Regions from separate parts of the Capra hircus genome. Here region 2 is linked to region 1. The links are chromatin contacts, called in public Hi-C maps. All regions are on one chromosome and are shown on one strand. The core of a region is the stretch at or near the end of the contact, and the rest is flanking DNA. Distances in the headings are between cores, read along the strand shown. Region 1 overlaps NANS (sialic acid synthase). Region 2 holds the start of TBC1D2 (TBC1 domain family member 2A).

The links. A called contact is a pair of places that touch in the nucleus more often than the background predicts.
Region 2: a contact with region 1 is called in a Hi-C map of blood, with 2.1 times the contacts expected there. The contact joins the promoter of TBC1D2 here to the enhancer-like site in region 1. A contact is called at or near these places in 3 of 5 Hi-C or Micro-C datasets (all in blood).

The regions. Positions count from the first base shown.
Region 1 is chr8:62,852,578-62,855,277 of ARS1.2, forward strand. The region is part of intron 2 of NANS (sialic acid synthase); the gene reads left to right. Among named protein-coding and RNA genes, the nearest start is that of NANS, 6.2 kb to the left of the region's middle. Within about 2 kb of position 1,299, at least 3 of the 5 cell types and tissues checked have an H3K27ac peak or open chromatin away from gene starts, as enhancers often do.
Region 2 is chr8:63,014,402-63,017,101 of ARS1.2, forward strand. TBC1D2 (TBC1 domain family member 2A) reads right to left here and starts at 1,434. Exons shown (of 13, transcript XM_005683907.3): 1 at 960-1,434. The coding sequence starts at 1,334.

The sequences.
Region 1 (2,700 bases), core at 49-2,548:
CCCAGCAGCCACCCAGGTGCCGGTCCAGGCATGTACGGCTTCCCAGAGCTCAGCAGAGCCTTTGGGCATCCCCCTGTTCTTCACCGCCCTCCATGTTGGTGGCTGGAGAGTCTTGGACCCAAGTTGCCCCCAGGACAAGGGGACTGATTTTTTCTTTTTTCTTTTTGGCCTCATCATGTGGCTTGCAGGATCTCATTTCCCACCAGGGACTGAACCCGAGCCAAGGCAGTGAAAGCGCCAAATTCTAATCACTAGACTACCAGGGAATTCCCAGGGATAGATTTTTTTTTAAATAACAGCTTTATTGACGCATCATACAATTCACTCAATTAATTTTAGAGCATTTTTATCGCCCAAAACGAAGCCCTGTGCCCGTTAGCAGTCATCCCTCAATTCCTTCAATTCTCCCAGCCCCAGGCAACTTCTAATCTGCTGTCTGTCTCTATAGATTTGCCTTTTCTGGACATTGTATATAAAAAGAATCAGACAGTATGTGGTCCTTTGGGTATATATATATTTTTATGGTAACTCAGTGTTTAACTTCTTTGAAGAACTGCCAGACATTTTGAAAGTGGCTACACCATTTTACGTTCCACCAGCAATGTATGAGGTTTTGGCCTCTCATTCCTGGTAAGTCCGGGTGGAGGTTATGTACCTTCTTTGTGCTTCTGTGTCTTCAGCTGAACTCACCTCGCAGGGTTGTCGTGAGGATTAAATGTGATCACCTGCAGGAGGCGCAGCACACAGCCAGCGCTCAGCGACATTAGTTGCAGTTGAGGAAGCAGCCCAGGCTGAGGGTCAGGAAATCCAGGTCCTTGCCCTGCTCTGCTGAGTTCATCTCCATGTGAGCTTTTCGGGTCGCTTCCCTGCTCTGGGGCCTCCATTTCCCTTCGCGTGTGAAGACGCTGCCCTCCAAAGGCTCTCCCTACTCCTTTGTCCCGAGTCAGCATAGACTCTGGCAGGGTCACTAAGGTGACTTGGACCTGGAATGAGGACTTTCCTGTTCAGACTGTTTCCAGACACCTGAGCTACCGGATGTGGGCTCTGAAGGGAGTGCCTGGCGTCTGCTTGCAGCTGGGCAGCCGCTGCTCAGGAAGTCACTTCTTTAGGTCTTTCGCTGCCAGGTGGCTTTGAGGTTAAGAGTCAGGAGCACACAGGGGAAGGAGAGGAGTCTGGGTGTTGGTGGCTGGGGCTGCCTGGTTTCCCAGGGAGCAGTTTGGTGTGTAAATTTGAGCTCTGCAGCCACACTCAGGTGCTGACACTGTCACTTACTCTGTGAGCTTGGGCTGGTCACATAACCTTTGAGCCACAGGTGTCCATCTGTGACAATGAGGTAATCAAGATGCCCACCCCACAGCTACAGTGAGGACCTGGTGAGATGAACCTGGGGGCTTGCAAGATTTGTATCCACTGACTGACAGCTGTTCTGTTGCTTAGAATCCTTTTCTCTGCTTCACACTTAACGGGGCAGGGAGTCTTCTCTGTCTTAGGAATGCCATTTGCTCCCCACTGGTGTCCTGACAGACCAAGGCACAGCCAGTGAGGAGAAATGTATTCTTTTTTTTTTTTTAGATTTATTTATTTTTGCTGTGCTGGGTCTTTGTTGATGTGCATGGGCTTTCTCTAGTTGCGGAAAGCAGGGGCTACTCTTCAAGGGCTTCCCATTGCGGCATTCTTAAGAGCCTTTGCAAGAGTGCCACTTGCTTTGCCCGCCAGGTCCCTTTTTGCTGAACCAGCAAGTCCCGTCTACCCGGCTGTTCGAGGTGGGTTGGTCGCTTGTTCCGTGTTTGTCTAGCAAGCAGCTCTGAGAACTCACCCCCCTGACTTCCTCTGGGCAGTAGGCATGTACTGAGTGCCAGCTTTCTCCTCTGTGTGTGCTCTCCTAGGGCGTTCTTTGTGTGCTGAGGAAAGGTTAAGGCATGGTGGAACTTTATGAAGACCAAGAAAATACCAGGGCACCTGGTCAAAAGCTGCACAGAGGCCTGTGGAACTCGACTGAAATGAGCAGAGTGCCTTTGGTCGAAATGGAGTTTTGTTGAGAAAGCAAATGGGAGCCATGACGTAGAGGCGGCCTTTGGAGGACCCATTCCAGCAGAGCCACCCTTCCCTCCTCGTGCCTGCCTCCACAGTGCCTGCCCTCGTTCCTCCAACACCCCTGCTCCAGAGCACCCCTGCCTGTGTTGTGGTATACTCTGACTGGACTGAGGGCAGGCCAGGCCTTTTTGGCTCCATGCATCCTCGCCCTCCATCCTTTCCTCAGCCTGAGCAAGCCCTACGACACCTGTTCTCCCAGCTCATTGTCATAGATCCGGAAATCAAGGGGAGTGGAAGCAGCTTTAGAAAAACCCCATCCCCACTCCTGTCTTTTCTGTTACCCCTTAGATCAGCAGGCTCCCAGATTTCTCATGGGATACATTGTGGAAAGGGGGTTCCTCATTAATTCATTAATTTAGAGTCAAAGTCCCTTCCCCAAATAAACAAGGGTTCTGTGCTGAATACGTGTGGGAAACACTAGGAGTGAAACAGCTAGAGGAGTGTATTCACTAGGACCCTCCAAGGTGAGGTCTTACAGTGCAGTGTTTCACCCAAACCAGTTTGCTGGTAGGACCCTTTGCTCTGTGTGTAACCCCTGGATGCCTAGGGAGGGCCATACTCGATTGAGTTCCTTTCAGACAGGCTCAGAAAGCCTTTGTGATGTGG
Region 2 (2,700 bases), core at 184-2,683, 160 kb after region 1:
GGCACTTTCACTTGACAAGAACTTTCTGACCTTGGTTCTGTCAGTTTGTGTGTTCAGTCAACAAATATGTATTGCACCCCCACTAGATGCCAGCAGTAGTCTAGGCTGAGATTAATTCAGTAACTTGCAGGGGCCTGTGATGTGCCAGGTGCTTACATACCTTGTTTTAGTCTCACAAACTATCTAGGTACTAAGAGGTTAACTTGCCCAGAGCCACACAGTTAGTAAGTAGCTGACGCAGAATTTGAATCCAAGCCTGTCTGATTTCAAAGCACATGGTCTTTGCAATGCTTCAGGCTTTTCCAGTTAAATATGATAATAAAACAGAACTTACTGATGAGAAAACAGGTTTGGATATGCTTCAATGACCAATGTAGGTTGATCAGTGGAACCTAAGTATTTATCTCCCAATCTCTGCCAATGTTTTCTCAGCATTCACTCCCCTTGGCTACAACATCAAGAAAAGTAATCCAGAATCCAGGCCTTGAAAGAGGATTGCAAAGCTCATATCTTGACTGTACTTCAGCCCTAAGTAAGAAAGTTATGGTAACTGCCTAGTTTTTTGTTGTTAAGCTGGTTAAGCCTTGTCTCACTGTTTTGGAACCCAATGGACTGTATCCTAAAAGTTTTGATAGGGTAGTGAGAGGTAGGAAAGCTATGAGATTCCAAGTGTGGGCTACACTACTTTTTAGTGGTGTGACTCAAACCAGTCCCTTTACCCCTTTATGACTCAGTTTTTTGATCCGTAATATAGGTCCATCATCCTGGCCTTTACTGCAGGAACCTAATGAGGAAATGGGTGTGAATGTGCTTTGAAAAGCACAAAACCCTGGGCACCCAGGGTTCACTGAGGTGATCGGGGTCGGTGATTATAATAAGTTTATTGTGACCACCCACCTGTGCTCGGCGGTGCCCTGGATCCCATCCCGGCCAAAAAGGGGAAAAAGTGCTCCATTTACCTTCAAGGTAATTATGCGGTTGGGAGTCTTGATTTCGAAAGTCCCCTCCTCGGCGTCCGCCTTGCAGTCAAAGACCGCACTGGAGAGGTCGATGCTGTCCAACGGATTCGCATCCTGCGCGGTCCGCGAATAATACAGGTGACATTTCCTCTCGTCGAAGAAGAACCAGCGGGACTTCCAGCCCCGGATGGGCCCCTTGCCACCAAACTTACTTAAATATCCACAGAGTTTTGGGGGGGCCGCCTCCAGGGGCCGGGTGCAGCCCTCCGACTCCTCAGAAAGCGACACCTCGGGGACCTTGGCCAAGCCAGCAGGCTCTTCGGACCACTGGACGGAGGAACCAGACTCCGCGGTGTTCTCCTGCGCGTCCTCCATCGCAGAGGGACTGGAGGTTAGTGGCCCAACCCAAGTCAAATCTTGAAAACTCAGGTGATAACCTTCCAAGAGGGAGTGATCCAACGGGGGCGAGGCCAGTGGTGACCCGCCTCCAGGAGACGACGGAGGGACTCGGTTGGCTGCAGCTTGTGAGCCTCATAGATCGAAAGCCCAGTAGGGACGGATGGCCACGCCCATTCGGGCCTCGCCCTTCACGACACGCCCCGGCACGCCTTCTGCCGGCTCCTCCTTTCCCGCCTACTTCAGGCTTTTCCTCGTTGCCTGTCCGCCATCTTTACTGGGGGCAGCTTCCGGCATGAGGCGGTCCACAGGTTGAAGGCGTGGTGTCTCTGAATTAGTTAACCCGCGGAAGGGAAACTGAAAGAGACGCGGGCCCTCCGATACACTGCTCTGGTAACTCGCGTAATGACGTGGAGGGGTGGTCCTTTCTCGCTCCTCATGGGCCTCCCGCCTTTTCTCCCCAGGTACCCCTCCGGTCACCGTCGTACGGCGGACCGCGCGGCCATTGGCTGAAAGGGACGCCCTGCTCAGTGTCGCCACATCCGGCACTGCTCACGGCGTGTGGGGCTCGTAGGCTGATTACCCGCGGCTGTTTAGTCGTGACTCACTCCTGACCGCGGCGGCCTTTACCCACTCTCTCCCAGCCTCCTTTTCTGTTTGCTTGCGTTACATGGGTCTGGCTGCTGCCCTGACAGAACCCGGTGTCTGACGAGGGTTGGACTCAGCAAATTGTGTACACAGACAAATGTGTACCGAGGCCCTGACTAACTCGCTCAACTTCATGTCTCATTCTACCACTTGACCTTAAGTTTTTCCCCTTCCCTCCTGCCTTAGGCGTATCCCTCCATTTGGGCTGTAGAGCCCATTTCTGTCCACCTCTTTCGAGCCATCACGGTGCCCTAGCCCTTTCTTAGCTCCTCTTTCTCTGCAGTCCTTAACAAAATTCTCATTTTTCCGGGTAAATTATGTTCAGAGACTGAGATTGTCTTTGCCAGTACAGTAATTTTTTTAAATAGAGGCTCACTGCAGAAATTAAAATTTATAATAACAGTATTTCCCAGGTCACTAGTATACGGGGTAATGTCTCTTAATAAACTAATGAAGAAGTAACATCCTCCGAACTGTAAAAGGGCCGAAAGGTTAAAACTGTTTTGATAGATGATTTCTAAAACTGTTTTTCCTGTCTTCCCTTTGCATTGCTGGGAACTAAGTTTGCATTTTTTGTTACTGATTAATGCTGGCAGGCCTTCTTGCTAGTTTTGCTTGTTCCTTTTAACCCCAGTCTCAAGACTTTCCTTAAATACTCTTGGTTTCTCCCCAGAAGGCAGGATGGTAATTTTCAGGA